2 separate regions of the Danio rerio genome follow, and region 2 is linked to region 1. Evidence: chromatin contacts called from public Hi-C data. All regions are on one chromosome and are shown on one strand. Each heading gives the region's core, a stretch centred on a gene start, on an enhancer-like site or on the middle of the called end of the contact. The rest is flanking DNA. Distances are from core to core; before and after follow the strand shown. Region 1 overlaps dab2ipa (DAB2 interacting protein a). Region 2 overlaps dab2ipa (DAB2 interacting protein a).

The links. Hi-C and Micro-C count contacts between places; a contact is called where the count stands out from the background.
Region 2: a Hi-C map of embryo shows a contact between it and region 1, with 2.0 times the contacts expected there. The contact joins two enhancer-like sites. A contact is called at or near these places in 3 of 18 Hi-C or Micro-C datasets (caudal fin and embryo).

Annotation. Positions count from the first base shown.
Region 1 is chr8:13,725,148-13,732,451 of GRCz12tu, reverse strand. dab2ipa (DAB2 interacting protein a) reads left to right here. Exons shown (of 18, transcript XM_017357419.4): 13 at 717-895; 14 at 4,427-5,318. Among named protein-coding and RNA genes, the nearest start is that of endog, 33 kb to the right of the region's middle. Within about 2 kb of position 4,686, at least 3 of the 62 cell types and tissues checked have an H3K27ac peak or open chromatin away from gene starts, as enhancers often do.
Region 2 is chr8:13,821,774-13,829,077 of GRCz12tu, reverse strand. It overlaps dab2ipa (DAB2 interacting protein a), which reads left to right. Exons shown (of 18, transcript XM_017357419.4): 5 at 2,962-3,080. Among named protein-coding and RNA genes, the nearest start is that of dab2ipa, 91 kb to the left of the region's middle. Within about 2 kb of position 2,812, at least 7 of the 62 cell types and tissues checked have an H3K27ac peak or open chromatin away from gene starts, as enhancers often do.

The sequences.
Region 1 (7,304 bases), core at 3,437-5,936:
ACCTTTTTATTAGGCCAGGAACCATGTATGGTAACTTAATAGACTTGATTATTTTTCATTTATTATTTTAAGTCAAGGCTGCACAGTTGCTCAGTGTCTCCCAGCAAGAAGGTCACTGGTTCAAGCCCCAGCTGGGTCAGCATGTTCTCCCCATTTTGCTGCATGTTTTTTGGAGTTGTGGGGGGAACCAGAGCACCCGGAGGAAACCCACACAACTCCAAAAACATGCAGTATAGGTGAATTGGATAAGCTAAATTGTCCGTAGTTTATGTATGTGTATGCGAGAGTGTATGGGTGTTTCCCAGTGATGGGTTGCAGCTGGAAGGACATCCGCTGCGTAAAACATATACTGGATAAGTTGGTGGTTCATTCCGCTGTGGCGACCCCTGATTAATAAAGGGACTAAGCCAAAAATATATTGAATGAATTTTCAAGTTTAAAAGTCTTGTAAAACACTACACGTACAGGTTTTTTTTATTTTAATGAGTGCTCTATAAAGGGTTAAAGAACAAATCTTTCGTCACAGTAAAATTCATTTGTTCTGAGTGTAAATAATTGCAAGAGCGAGTCTTCTTCCCTAACATTAGGTAAAGCAGTTTACTTGCATATTTGAATGCAGTTATGCTAAAATTATATAGTGTGTGTACCGCCACTGTGAGCTCACACTGCTCTAAAAGTTGGATTGCAGACAGTCACAGTCCTCCATTGTGTTGTAGACTACCATCACCAAGCTGGGACCTTTAGCTCGGATCCTGCGAGATGTGAATTCAGCCCTTACAAACCCCACCGGAGCCCCTGTACCGTCTCCCACTGAGCGTGTCGGGTCACCTAGTCTACCTAGCAGCAGCCTGTCCACCGGTCTGCAGAAGATGGTGATGGACAGTGAGATCACAGGGTAAGTCTAGGTTAAATAATAATCTTATGTTACAAGAATTTCTTCTTTTTTACGTTATTTAGATTCTAAACTGAGTAAGTGCTCACAGAAGATGAATAAACATTTAAAAAAACTCCCTTAGATTATGTGGGCTCTGGGATGTGATCCATGCGAGTTGATGGCTATTCGCTGTGGCAGTCTGTGAAATGTGGAAAATACTTTTAAAGCACTTTTATATTTAGGTGAGTGTCTTGAATGTGACAGTGTGAAATGTAAATTGAGCTGGGGGAAGAAAACTGCAAGCTAGTAAAATCTTCATCATGCTGTTGTGGAATAGGGTAAAATTGAAGACGAGAAAATGTGTCCTGACTCATATAAAAATCCCTGCTCCTCCAATGATCACTTTCAGGGAAGATTACTTGCATCTGGTAATGACTGCACATGTTTTAATAAGTACTCTCAGATCTCTTTATACATATATTATTCTCTTACACTGGGATTGTAGAGTTTTATTACATAGTTTTAAATCAAAAGACATTTTTTTGTCAGTGTTCAGACAGCTATCATATCAGCACACATTCATTAGCCATGAAAATTAGCTAGATCAGATGTGTCATGGGCTGCATAGGAATTGTACTCTCTCTTGCAATGTAGGTATTTATTTTGAATAAGCAATTGCTTAGGACTTCTAAAATGTTGCTTATATTTTTAATGTTTGTAAAAAAATGTATGTACTGTGCATTTCTCATGTTGCTAAGTGTCCTAACATCAGTTGCATTGCTTTATTGTCATTCTTAAATCATTTACTGGGGTCTCTTGAGATAGAGAAAACTCCCTGGAAGTAATAGGTCAAGGGTTGTTTTTGACTATACTTTTAATATAATTATAATACTTAATACTATAATTATAACACTTATTTGTCAAATATTCTGTATAGTAAAGTATAGACATTTATGCTGCTATTCAGTAATTTAATATATTGTGATAAAGAAAATAATGTGGCACTTAACAGTGCTGTGAATAATAGTTATTTATTATTTAAACGTTTAGAGTTCCCTTTTAGGAATATTCTGACGGTTTTATTAGTGGTGGTTCATTAATGCTTGAAGACTTAAAAGGAGATATGTATATATGTATATGTATATATTTGTGAGTGTGTTTGTGTGTGTGTGTTTGTGTGTGTGTGTGTGTGTGTGTGTGTGTGTGTGTGTGTGTGTGTGTGTGTGTGTGTGTGTGTGTGTGTGTGTGTGTGTGTGTGTGTGTGTATATATATATACAGTGTATTTGTTAACTATCATAAGGCTCCATTTGTTAACATCAGTTAATTTAACTAAAGTCGATGTAAGAACAGGGTGACACAGTGGTGCAATAGATAGTGCTGTAGCCTCACAGCAAGAAGGTTAGTGGTTCAAGCCTCGGCTGGGTCAGTTGGCATTTCTGTGTGGACTTTGCATGTTCTCCCTGCGTTTGTGTAGGTTTCCTCCGGGTGCTCCAGTTTCCCCAACAGTCCAAATACATGCGGTATAGGGGATTTGGGTAGGCTTAATTGTCCATAGTGTATGAGTGTGAATGAATTCAATAAATTTTTTTACTTAACTTTAACATAACTATAATATGCCTATTTCACACTGTGAAATTTAATGCATTAAAGTTTTCTAATGAGACTTTGGGCATACTCTCACTATGTACAGTTGCCTTGAACCGTGCCGAAGCGCAGTTGTCCCCTCTTTCCCAACGGCTTGCACTCACATTGCATCCGAGACAGAGTACGCTTTTGTCATCGATGGTGCGCTGTTCAGTTGAACAGAGAGAAGCGCTCTCACTCAACACAGTGGATGTGCTTTAGTTATATAGTTTTGTATTATTTTTAGTCGTTACGGATGCAGTGACACACAATCAAATATTTTGCAGAACAGATCCACAACTTTTGCATTCATAAGTTATCATAAAAGCCCTCACACTGCAGATATTAGGAGGTTTGCTGTCGTGCAGTGAGGGGTTTGCGCCTGTAATAAACTATGACAGTTCACGTTCATTGAAAAGTAAGAATGATTAATAAACTCATCTGAAACAGTCCCTTAAAAGTGACGTTGCGTCTTCAGTTTCGGGCTTAGGCACGATTTGCGCTCACACTAAAAGCGTACCACGCCAAAGCCTAACCTCTGGCACACCTCTTCCTACCGGGCCAGGGCCGGCCAACTGAACCGCACCTGGGCCCGATTTGGAGCACTCATACTTGTCAAACAAACCAGGAAACGCACCTGGTCATGGTTTGGATAGCATAGTGTGAGTGCACCCTTAATTGCATATACATGTTCAGAATAAATAAATAAATAAATAAATAAATAAATAAATAAATAAATAAATAAATAAATAAATAAATAAATATTCAATATATTACAAAATAGGTAACACTTTAAAGCAGGGGTGTCCAAACCGGCCAAAAACCAACCTTGATTGAGGGCTATGAGCCATATATATATATATATATATATATATATATATATATATATATATATATATATATATATATATATATATATATATGTGTGTATGTATGTATGTATATATATATATATATATATATATATATGTGTGTATGTATGTATGTATATATATATATATATATATATATATATATATATATATATATATATATATATATATATATATATATATATATATATATATATATATATTACATTAAGTTTGCCAAGGGTAATTTCCTAATTTATTAGCTAATATTAAAAATTACCAGAAAAGTAGAAAAAAATAAAAAATAAACAATCACATTTATAACACAATGCAATTCAATGTTTAATATAGTCGAGCTGCTCTTGGCTTTGCCTTGATTTGCTCGCAGATGTCTTGTGCATTGTCCTCTATTTGACAAGTGACAGTATTCACATTTTAAAAGTCTGATTCATTTATAACATTTATTTGAAACATTTCATTTCAGTTGGCTTTTTATTGTTTTATTGTTCAGTCACAAAACAAACAAACAAAAATTTACGTTGAATTTGTCAACGTTAATCTTACAATCTCTGTCAAACCACCTTCCATTCCACATTCCCATCCCTGCTCCCACTCTTTTCTGATGGGAGGGTGGGCCAAATCAAAGGTTACCATGGGCCAACTTTAGGCATCTCTGCTTTAAAGTAAAACAGTAGGTATTTTAGGTTATTCTGCCTGTTAAAGTAATCTTTTTTGCAGCTCAATATATTGATGATACCATGTATCATGACAAAAGTTTAAGCAATTAATCACAGCAAGAAATTTTGAGAGAAGCCTAGTAAGCAAGTGCAATATGTGATTTCTGACCTAGCAGCCCTGCAGAGTTTAGCTCCTACCAAACTGAAACAAATCCTAAACCACGTGACCAAGGTCTTTAGACACAACAGAAACTTGTAGATAATTTGATTGGAGCAGAACTCTGCAGGGCATTGACCTTCCAGGAGAATAATTGGACACCCCTGAGCTAGATAATGAGTTTAATTTGAATAATAAAAAAACAGCTGTGATCTTCATTTTGTCCTGTCATCTTTTGGACAGGCTGGTGGATTTCACTCGACTGCCCTCGCCGACCCCCGAAAACAAGGACCTGTTCTTTGTCACAAGGAATTCTGTGATTCAGCCGTCACCCGCCCGCAGCTCCAGTTACTCCGAGGCCAACGAGCCAGATGTTCAGATCCCCAACGGTAGCAAGAGCTTGTCAATGGTGGACCTGCAGGACAGCCGTTCTCTAGAGAGCGCTGCCAACACCTCCTTCAGTGACCCCATCAACGACAGCCAGGCGTCTGCTGGCCAGAGCGCAGGAATGTGGACCACCCGCACCATAAAGGGCAACACGCCCAGTGGTCCAACCCTGAGGAGAGCAGGTCAGACCCCCACCACCCCGAGCACAGAGTCTGCCCCAGGAAGGTCCCAGCTGCTTGCCCCGCTCTCCTTCCAGAACCCTGTGTACCAGATGGCCGCCGGATTGCCTGTGTCACCCCGTGCAGTGGCCGATTCAGGATCTGAATGCCAGAGTTCCATCAGCAGCAATGCAGAGGAAGCAGCTACCGCGGGGCCAAAGCACCCGTTTATAAGCCAGTCCAGCACAGGGGCGAGCGGCGGAGGGGGCAGTAGTGGGGATGAATTTATTCAACGTCCTGGAGAGTTTACACGTCGACAGCTGTCACTTACAGAGACCCAACACCAGACCAATGTACCGCGGCAGAACAGTGCTGGCCCGCAGCGCCGGATAGACCAACCACCTCCAGCCATTACAAGAGGCCGCACTCCACCAAACATGCTCAACACTGCTCCCTATCCACGGCCCTCCAGTGGAAGTATGATGTCATCGTCTCCTGACTGGCCCAGCAGCGGCACTAGACTGAGGCAACAGTCTTCGTCCTCCAAAGGGGACAGTCCAGAGTCCAAGCAGCGCACACTACACAAACAAGTGAGTCCATTTGAACACTATTTCTCTAGTTTTCATAAATGTGTCTATTTCATTTCATTATTTAAAACTGAAGCCATAATGTTCCAAGTATGGTTGCTGTGACCTTGTGCAATGATGTCACTAGAAACGATACCAATTAGATAGGGTTCTTGTTTACTAGTTAGCCCAATCAAGTAGGTATGACTGCAGCCTCCTGCAGACCTCTAGGTGGGAGGGACTTATGCTGCAGTTAGGCTGGGTTTAGGGGTGGTGTAGGTACTGTATAAACATTAATAAAACATAACAGGTCACTGTTAGATTGGGTCTAGGGTTGGGTTTAGGGTTAGGGTAGGTGTAGACATTCATAAAACACAGTAGGTTGGACTCCATGTTATGTACAAGATAAATGAAAACTCCAGGAGGTGTGTTCAGCCCCCTTGGAGCTTAAGTCCCACCCACTTTGAGCTGACCAAACCATTTGAACCTGGCTCTGACCTCCATTTATACCCTTCTCGGCCTAATTGCAAATACACATGTGACAATTAACTAAAAGCAAACGTGTTAGAAAAATAAACACTTTACACTTAAATGTTCTGTATAAGTTTTTGACAATTCTAAAGCATAAAATACCATAATATGTTTGCAAATATTTAAGAAACATGCCACTTGAACAATCTTGGTTATCTGAAAAACAATGCTGAAGTCAGATTTTCTGCTTTGAAAATGTGTTACGTGCCAGAATATCTGTCTTTGTTTTGGTTTTAACACATTTAACATAAGTAAAAGCACATGAGGTTTACCTGAGGTAAGCATTGCCAGTTTGCTGTTATTCAGCTGCAAGCCATTTCTAATATATTAATTTAAGGTGTTGGTTAGAACAAAAACTCTATCGTGTGCTGTTACTTTTATATAGAACATGACTTAAATCAGCCTTTAGGCTCGATTGTCAGACTCGCTTCTGGTGGTCCTCAATCTGACAACCAATGTTTTTTTTAATCCAGGAATGTAATGTAAGTTCAACCGCTGGGTGTCAAACTTACATAATACACATATAAACGTACTTCAGCATGTGAATTAAAATAAGTACTACCTAAAATTATCTAAATCGTTTATGGAAAAAGCTCATTTGAAAATGTATTTGTTACATTTGTACAATTTTTTTATGATATGTGCTGCAGCCACCCACCAGGAAGCAATACAAATGTTTTGGCTTTATTTGGTATGGTTTATATCTTGATGAAAAGATCATGTCATATTTAATATGATATTTAATCATGTCATATTCATGTCAATTATGTCAATTTAATTGTACTCATCAGAAATATAATTTTAGTGCAAATTTAAATCATCAACATTTAGTTTACCAAAACCCTTGTTGTTGATTTATGCAGATGTTGTGTTTCACTCACTTTATTCAGTCCCTATGTACCCAAATGATTTTAATTTGTATAAAACCAAATATTGTCTAAGAACTTAAAACAACTGGTAGCCATAATTGGATGGTGTTTTCAGTCATTTTGACTACACTTGTCATTTCTACACTATTTTGAGAAGCTTTTTAGAAAACAAGTATGTGTATAATCAAGAATTTGTTCCCTCATTTTAGTAGTTACTTGTGTTAGCCAGTACTCATTTTTGGGTATTTACACCTACCTAACTTTAAATAGTAAAAGTCCTTGACCCCAGTGAGCTACAAACAAAAATTAAATATCATTGGAAAGAAGACACTTTGAATCCATCTAGAAAGTTTCATGCTAAAAAAATATGAAAAGTTATATATTATGAAGTAATGAGAAAGAAAAATTGTAGTGTTTTTAATATTTGTTTTTTCATAAACAAACAAAGCCTAGTCTCTCATAAGTTTATATTTCAAATTTAATAAAGATAGCATGCAAAATAAGATTTCTGTAAAAGGTTTTCTGAGACTATATCGGTGTCCTACTTGTCCTCACCGCCAGAGGCATTTTAAAAATTACCTTCCCAATATAAAACAGTAACAGTTGCTGA
Region 2 (7,304 bases), core at 1,563-4,062, 98 kb before region 1:
GAGGGATGTAAACAAAAGCAATGGTCCCAATGTACTTCCTGTTTTACATTTGTAATTTCTATTGCTTCCAAGATTCCCAAAAAGAGCAATATATATATATATATATATATATATATATATATATATATATATATATATATATATATATATGTATATGTATATATATGTATATATATATATATATATATATATATATATATATATATATATATATATATATATATATATATATATATATATATATATAATTTTTTCTGACTCGTGTACTTTATCCTAAATGTTTTAAGAATGTTTAAATCCAGAGAAACAAACTATTGTAATAGTGATGCAGGCTGTATCCTAATTATGTTATTCTGCTTTGTCTGTAAAGTCATGGACACACTTTTTTGTAGAGCAAGCAGTTTAACTATTTTCTTCTGTTTATTATTGCAATTTCTCCCATAGGCAATTGAACCTGAAGTTCTAAAGCTATTGTATGCAGGAAAAAAGTACACGCGATTGTAATACTTGACCTCATGTGAACCTCAAGCGAATAGTTGAATTGTGAGAGATGCAGAATCTCTCCATGGCTTGAGCTTGTTTGAGGAGTGGAGCGCTACACACTGCGCTGTCATTGATCCAGACTGCAGCTGCAGCCTCCAGTTTAGCATCTCCTCCAAACAACAGCAGCATCAAACAGTGCTCTTCCTTCACCCTGACAGGCTCAATGAATAATTCCATTTGGAAATTCAGCAGATGGCAAAATCCATGTGAAAGATTCCTTGAAAATATAAAACAAAGAGCTGAAAAAATTAGATAGCACCCGGAAGCAAAATTGCCTTTGAAGTTGTTTCGATAAGATGTCTTTAAGCTGAACTGTTTGGCTTTCTAGAGTCTAAAAAGCTCTGTAAAAGCAAGACTCTTTTATCTTTATTTATTATACGTCTTTTTTAAGATTATATAACATATCATTAAGCATGTTTGGCTATACTATACTATACTATACTATACTATACTATACTATACTATACTACAAGACAAGACTCTATCCTTTTTTATTATACATCTGTTTCAAGAATATAAAAGATAAATAAAGTTTAGCTATACTATGCTATGCTATACAATACTATACTATACTATACTATACTATACTATACTATACTATACTATACTATACTATACTATACTATAAGACACTATACTTAAAGACAAGACTCTTATCTTTATCATATGTCTGTTTCAAGATTATATAAGATGATATCATTAAGCAAGTTTGGCTATAGTGCACTTGTTTTTGCGATTGTTTTAAAGCTTCCTATTCAGCCGCCTATGGGAAAAAATGACTGGGAATAATAAACGGCAGAAAACTGTCAAAAAACTTACTCTACAAACAAGTGTTTGTATGATTATACAGACAATATAATATAATATAATATAATATAATATAATATAATATAATATAATATAATATAATATAATATAATATAATAAAAAAATATCAGTTTGCAACATCAAGCAGCTAAACAAGCTGTGTTTAATGTCCAAAAATGAATGATAGTGAATGAGACCGGAGCCTAAAGGATTTAAATTTCTGCGTACGCGAAGAATAAGGTGAATACTTTACTGGTCTATACTATACTATAATATACTATACTATACTATACTATACTATACTATACTATACTATACTATACTAGATTGCTAGACACTTAAGGCACTTTACACTTTGTAGGGAATCTCCTCATCCACCACCAGTGTGCAGCATCCATGCGACGGCAGCCATATTGCGCCAGACCGCCCACCAGCTAATTGGTGAAGAGGAGACAGAGTGATGTAGCCAATTATGATATGGGGATGGCATATTTGGCCAGGATGCCGTGGTTAAATCCCCACTCCTTTTCGAAAGAAATCCTAGAATTTTTAACAACCACAGAGAGTAAGGACCTCGGTATAACATCTCATTCGAAAGACAACTCTCACTGAGCAGTATAGTGTCCCCTTCACTATACTGGGGCATTAGGACCCACACAGAACGCAGGTTGAACGCCCCCTGCTGGCCTCACTAACACCACTTCCGGCAGCAACCAAGCTTTGCCATGTGGTCTCCCATTCAGGTACTGACTGGACGCAGCCCTGCTTAGCTTAAGTGGGCGACCATGTGAGAGTTGCAGAGAGCTAGCTTCTGGCTAAGCTCTAGATCTGCCACTTTTATACTTTTTACACCAATAGACTGATTGGCGCATTATGCATTAACAATGGTTTGAACAGTTATAGGGTGAATCAAATGTATATTTATACTATCTATTATTTAAATTATTAACATTATTATTTAAAATACAGTTCAGAGTGAAACATCCCCCCCCCCCCACACACACACACCCCATACATCTTGTTTTGACCTCTTTCAGGGGAGATAAGGCCTTAATAGGGGTGATCAAACCCCCCTGTAATTTGCACCTTGGTTGTTGTGCTATAGGAACTATGTGGTTTGTCAAGATCAGTTAGCCATTCAATTGCATGAGGCCTTTTTTCAGATCCCCCACCCTGTATCTGCAATTCTGTGACTCTTTTTTTGGCCATGTTTTAAGCATCTCACTCAGACTTTGAAGAATAATTCAAGTCCTTTTAATCTTGCCCTAATCTGTAAGTGTCCTAAAAGCACCAGCTCAGCTCTCCCCCCATGAACTTGCAGTGCACCAGTATTTTTCCCCCCTTTCCATGCCAGCCAACAGTTTCCATGGTAACAGCGGCTTTGAGGGGAGTATCACATCAGTGAAGCTCCTTCAGCCCAGCGCTGCCAGCAGATGTGTGTGTGTGTGTGTGCCGCACCAATCGCACAGCTATGCACGGCTCAACCAAACGCTACGGATGAGAGGAGAGTGGAAAGAGTGAACTGAGCGGCGGCGCTTTTCACATGCAGCTGCTCCAGTGGTTGATGAATCTTTAGTTTAATACAGTCCTTTCCTCTGACTTCTTGTCCAGGGCTTCTTGAGCCGCAGACTGAAGGGTTCCATTAAACGCACCAAAAGCCAGCCGAAGCTCGACCGACACAGCAGCTTCAGGAACATCTTACCGGGCTTCAAGAGCGCGGAGAATGACAGGTAAGGTGGAACCGTTTACCATCAATTAAGGCTTCTTGTTTGTTAAATTAATATTTTTATTCATTTCAACACTTTAAATCATCATATTGGCAGCTGTCAGTGAATCCTGTCTAATGTGCCGTCACATTGGTCATTATAATTTATGTTAAAATGTTGATTTTGTGCCAACAAGTTTGCCTCATTGTCGTACTTTTTTATCCTGCTGAATTTTGTAGCATCCATCACGATGTTCTCCCTACATTTATCTTCTCTATTCATCTCCATTAGGATTGTTTAGAGTCACTTATTGCTGTGCTAAAATGTCTGAGTCATCTTTCTCCCCGATGAATAGGGTTCACAGAGTGAGGAATGAATTGGATTTACTTGCAGGATAAATGCTCTGGCTGCAGTCTAATTTGTGAAAGATGCTTATGAAATATTCGGCTCCCCGCGTGTTGTTTGGGTTGTCAAGAAAAGAAATATCAGGCTCCGGGATGCTGAGTCCATATGTTGTTTTGATCTGACTTCAGTACAGTGACCTACACGGTGTAGCTTGTTTCCCAGCCTCAGGTCAGTGTAAGTTGCTTGTGTACAAGCTTGTAGCAATGCGCACAGAAGTCAACTAAAGTGCACGGTGGATGGTAAAGTCATTTGAGAAGGTGGACTGACCGCTTGCCTTTGCTATACTGCTGATATCTAAGCAATATTTTCCTTACATACTCAAACATATTTGCACATTGCATATTGAAATTAACCGCAATTTGACATCTCAGTGCTTCTCTGGGTTTTTCAGTCATCGAATTGCAGTTGCCAATCGAGACTCTTTCCCTTTCCCACCTGGTATTAACATATACGTATACAAATGTTTCTGATTTAGTCTTGATGCTTTGTTTTTATTTTTTAACACTCTACATCATTTTTGCCATAGCACTGTTGAATAAACAACAAATGTAAAACAAGGGAATTTGTAAGTCGCTTTGGATAAAAGCGTCTGCTAAATGACTAAATGTAATGTAAATGTAAAGCGATGGCAACAATGAATTCTTTTTTTAATTCCTGAATATGCATTCTCTCATAACACGTCTTAAAGTGGTCATTGATGTCCAGTAGGCATGGAGAAGGTGGTGTTTTGTGCCTATTTGAACACATTTGACCACATGAGCAGTGTACAGTATGAAAGCAGTCCGATTGAACTACCCATGAAACTAATAGACAAGCTCAGACTTTTTATTCTTTAGTCACATCTGTATATAGGCAAGGCAAGTTTATTTATATAGCACATTTCATACACAGTGGTAATTTAAAGTGCTTTACATAAACAAAAATAAAAGAAGCAAAAATAAAAATGAGATAAAAACTTATTAAGAGGTGTCAAAACATGTTATAAAAGAATGAAAAAGAAGAGAAAAACATAATAGTGCGATCTGTCGGACGTAGCACAGTGCTCAATCAGTAATGGTACAGTTAAACAAATTTGTGTTTAGTCTTGATTCGCATCTGCCTAATGTTTGAGCACATCGGATCATTTCTGGAAGCTGATTCCATCAGCGGGGTGCGTAATAGCTGTAGGCGGATTCACCCTGCTTTGACAGAACTATTGGAATTTCTAGTTTATTTTATCCTAATTATCTGAGTGATCTGTTAGAGTTGTTTTCAGTGATCATGTCTGTAATGTATTCAGGTACTAGACCATTCAGTGATTTTAAGTAGCAATACTTTAAAATCTATTATGAATGTAATTTGGAGCAAGTGCAAAGACCTGAGGATATGTTATCATCTACTTGTGATCTGATTCACAAATACACATCCTAATTCCAGATGTAAACCCAGACTACAGATTTTTTTCTTTCTTGCGTTTGTTTCCCTATAGTCTAAGGTCTTGTCTCTTACTTTGTTTTTATATTTGAAAATATGAGAAAATCTTTCAGGACAAAAATGATCTGGGCTGAGCTTCTTGGATCTTGGCTCTTAAGAGCATTCTGTACCTGCAAAGTCGCAAAGGTTTTTTGCAACTCCATTTTGTTTCACAAAAAGGCACGTAACATGATCGAGTGAAAACACTTTCTATGTGCTACTTGGGAGTTGCTGTCCATTTCAAAAGTGCTGTAACATAAGTGTATAAGGAGTCGTAATCCTGAAGGTTTATCCAAATAACCATTGGTCATGTTGATTAGGAATCAATATAAAGCACCTACATGCAGACTGGGACATAAAATGGCTAGGAAGAAAAACTTAAGATTAAAAAACATAAGGTAATCAATATGAAATGCCCATGCTTTGTGCAAATCCAAACAAGTCTTTGACATATTTTATTTTTAGAATATTTTACTATTGTTTAATACTCTTTCAAGCATATTAATTCTAATTAAATTTCATTATTAATTTTGTTCAGTAATTGTATTTGTTTATGTGTATTTCCATTTTCTTCATTTTGTGCATTTTTAAGATCTACTTAGGCTTACAATCTATTTGGCAAATCCAGTCCTAAAGTGTTCCATGTATTGTACTGTGCAGTTATTATATGCCAACAATGGTCTCATTCCTAATCAGTTTGTATTTATATTCCAAAGGAAACTTTAGAAAGTCATCTGAGAGAAAGATGACACTTTAAAAGAGTAACGTTTGAGATATACAGTTAGTGGTTAGTGATATAAGTTTAAATATATTGCTTAATGACTCGTTATTTCCTCACAAATGTGCAGACAGGGTTAAATGTTCTTGAAAGACATAAGTCCCATCCCAATTCTACCCTCTTAGCCCTTCTCTTTACCCTAAGTCCTTGTTTTGCGCATTCATGCTGTTTTTGTGTGTTTACATGAATATGGCCACGGTGTAAATGCACAGTATGGTTACGAGCTTATCACCACATTACATTGTTATGATAACATGATATATGCCTTCAGTGATTTCCTGAAGATCAACACCAAAAAAAAAAAAACCCACATCTGAAATAACTACAGCATTCGCTGTTGTCTCATATGAAGCAAGAGATCGCGATGACATATAATGACGTGTGCTGGTATTGTAGTGCTGTCGCAATTCTTAGGGGTAAAATTTGAAGCCCTTCCCCTTCACACTCTGTTTCAAGGGCCAAGGGGAAGGATGGGTAGGGGTAAAAAAAAATAGAATTGTGATTGGGCCTAAGGATGTCAAGCTCCAAAGGGGAATCTAAATACAGGTGCAAATTAGGCCTAAAAGATTTATATCTCTCCACTTTCAGAGGTTTCATTTGATTTATCTTCTTAGTATAATCATGTTCAGACAGCCACAGTCGACCAGTTTGTATCACTAAAAGCACATGCTAATACCAGGTAGAAACAGGACCAATAAATATCATAAAAAAATCCCATGACTCATGTATTTTAAAAGCCATGGGATACCTCTGTAAATGCAAGCCACTATTGACTAATAATTTTCTCTCACGATCAAATCCGGTGCCATTAGTCATTAGACTCTTCTGCGGTACTTTTATAGTGCATCATGCTTCCATTTACTTTCATTATAGTGAATGGAGAGATATACTCAGCAGGACAAATTTACTTTTACAGAATAAATAATCTGATATTCTGACCTGTTTACCATAAAACTGCACATTCACTAAATTTTACTAGGGGAGTATTCTCATTTACTGAGAGAATCTAAAGAGCACGGTCTCCTACATAGGAATTTGTTGAGTCACTCTACAGGCCTGGAGATATTATAGCAAGCACGCCAAAGATTTCTCGACAGCTTACCGTCAACCTTGTGCTTTTGTGTCGCTGTGGTGTTAGCGGGAAAAAAAATGGCCTTGCTTGTCCAGAGATTTTATGCCTCATTAGAGCAGCATGTTATCCGGGGAGGGAGACCGTCAGCTTTGTGGCACCAAGGTGTGTGAGCTGGATATGACATACTGTTTTTTTGGAAGCTGCAGCAGCCTCTGTACCTGACTGAATTCTGCTGGTCACAGTAAGTTAAGGGTCATTTTTCCCAAGCCTGTCTGTTTTGGCCTGCCAGGACCTGACGCTTGCAAAGCCCAAGCTGATGTTGCGTGGTTCAGACAGGGTCTATCAGCTCTGCAGTGTTTTAATCAGCGGCGATTTTAGGATTTTCATTTAAGGTGGGCTCACCTCCTTATGAGGTTAAAATATATAAGTAGATATCAAATGTTGTTATAAATCACATTTATAAGTAATACTTTTTATATATTAAAATACATAATATATAATAATATATAATATATAATATAACATTTTAAAATTATTTAAT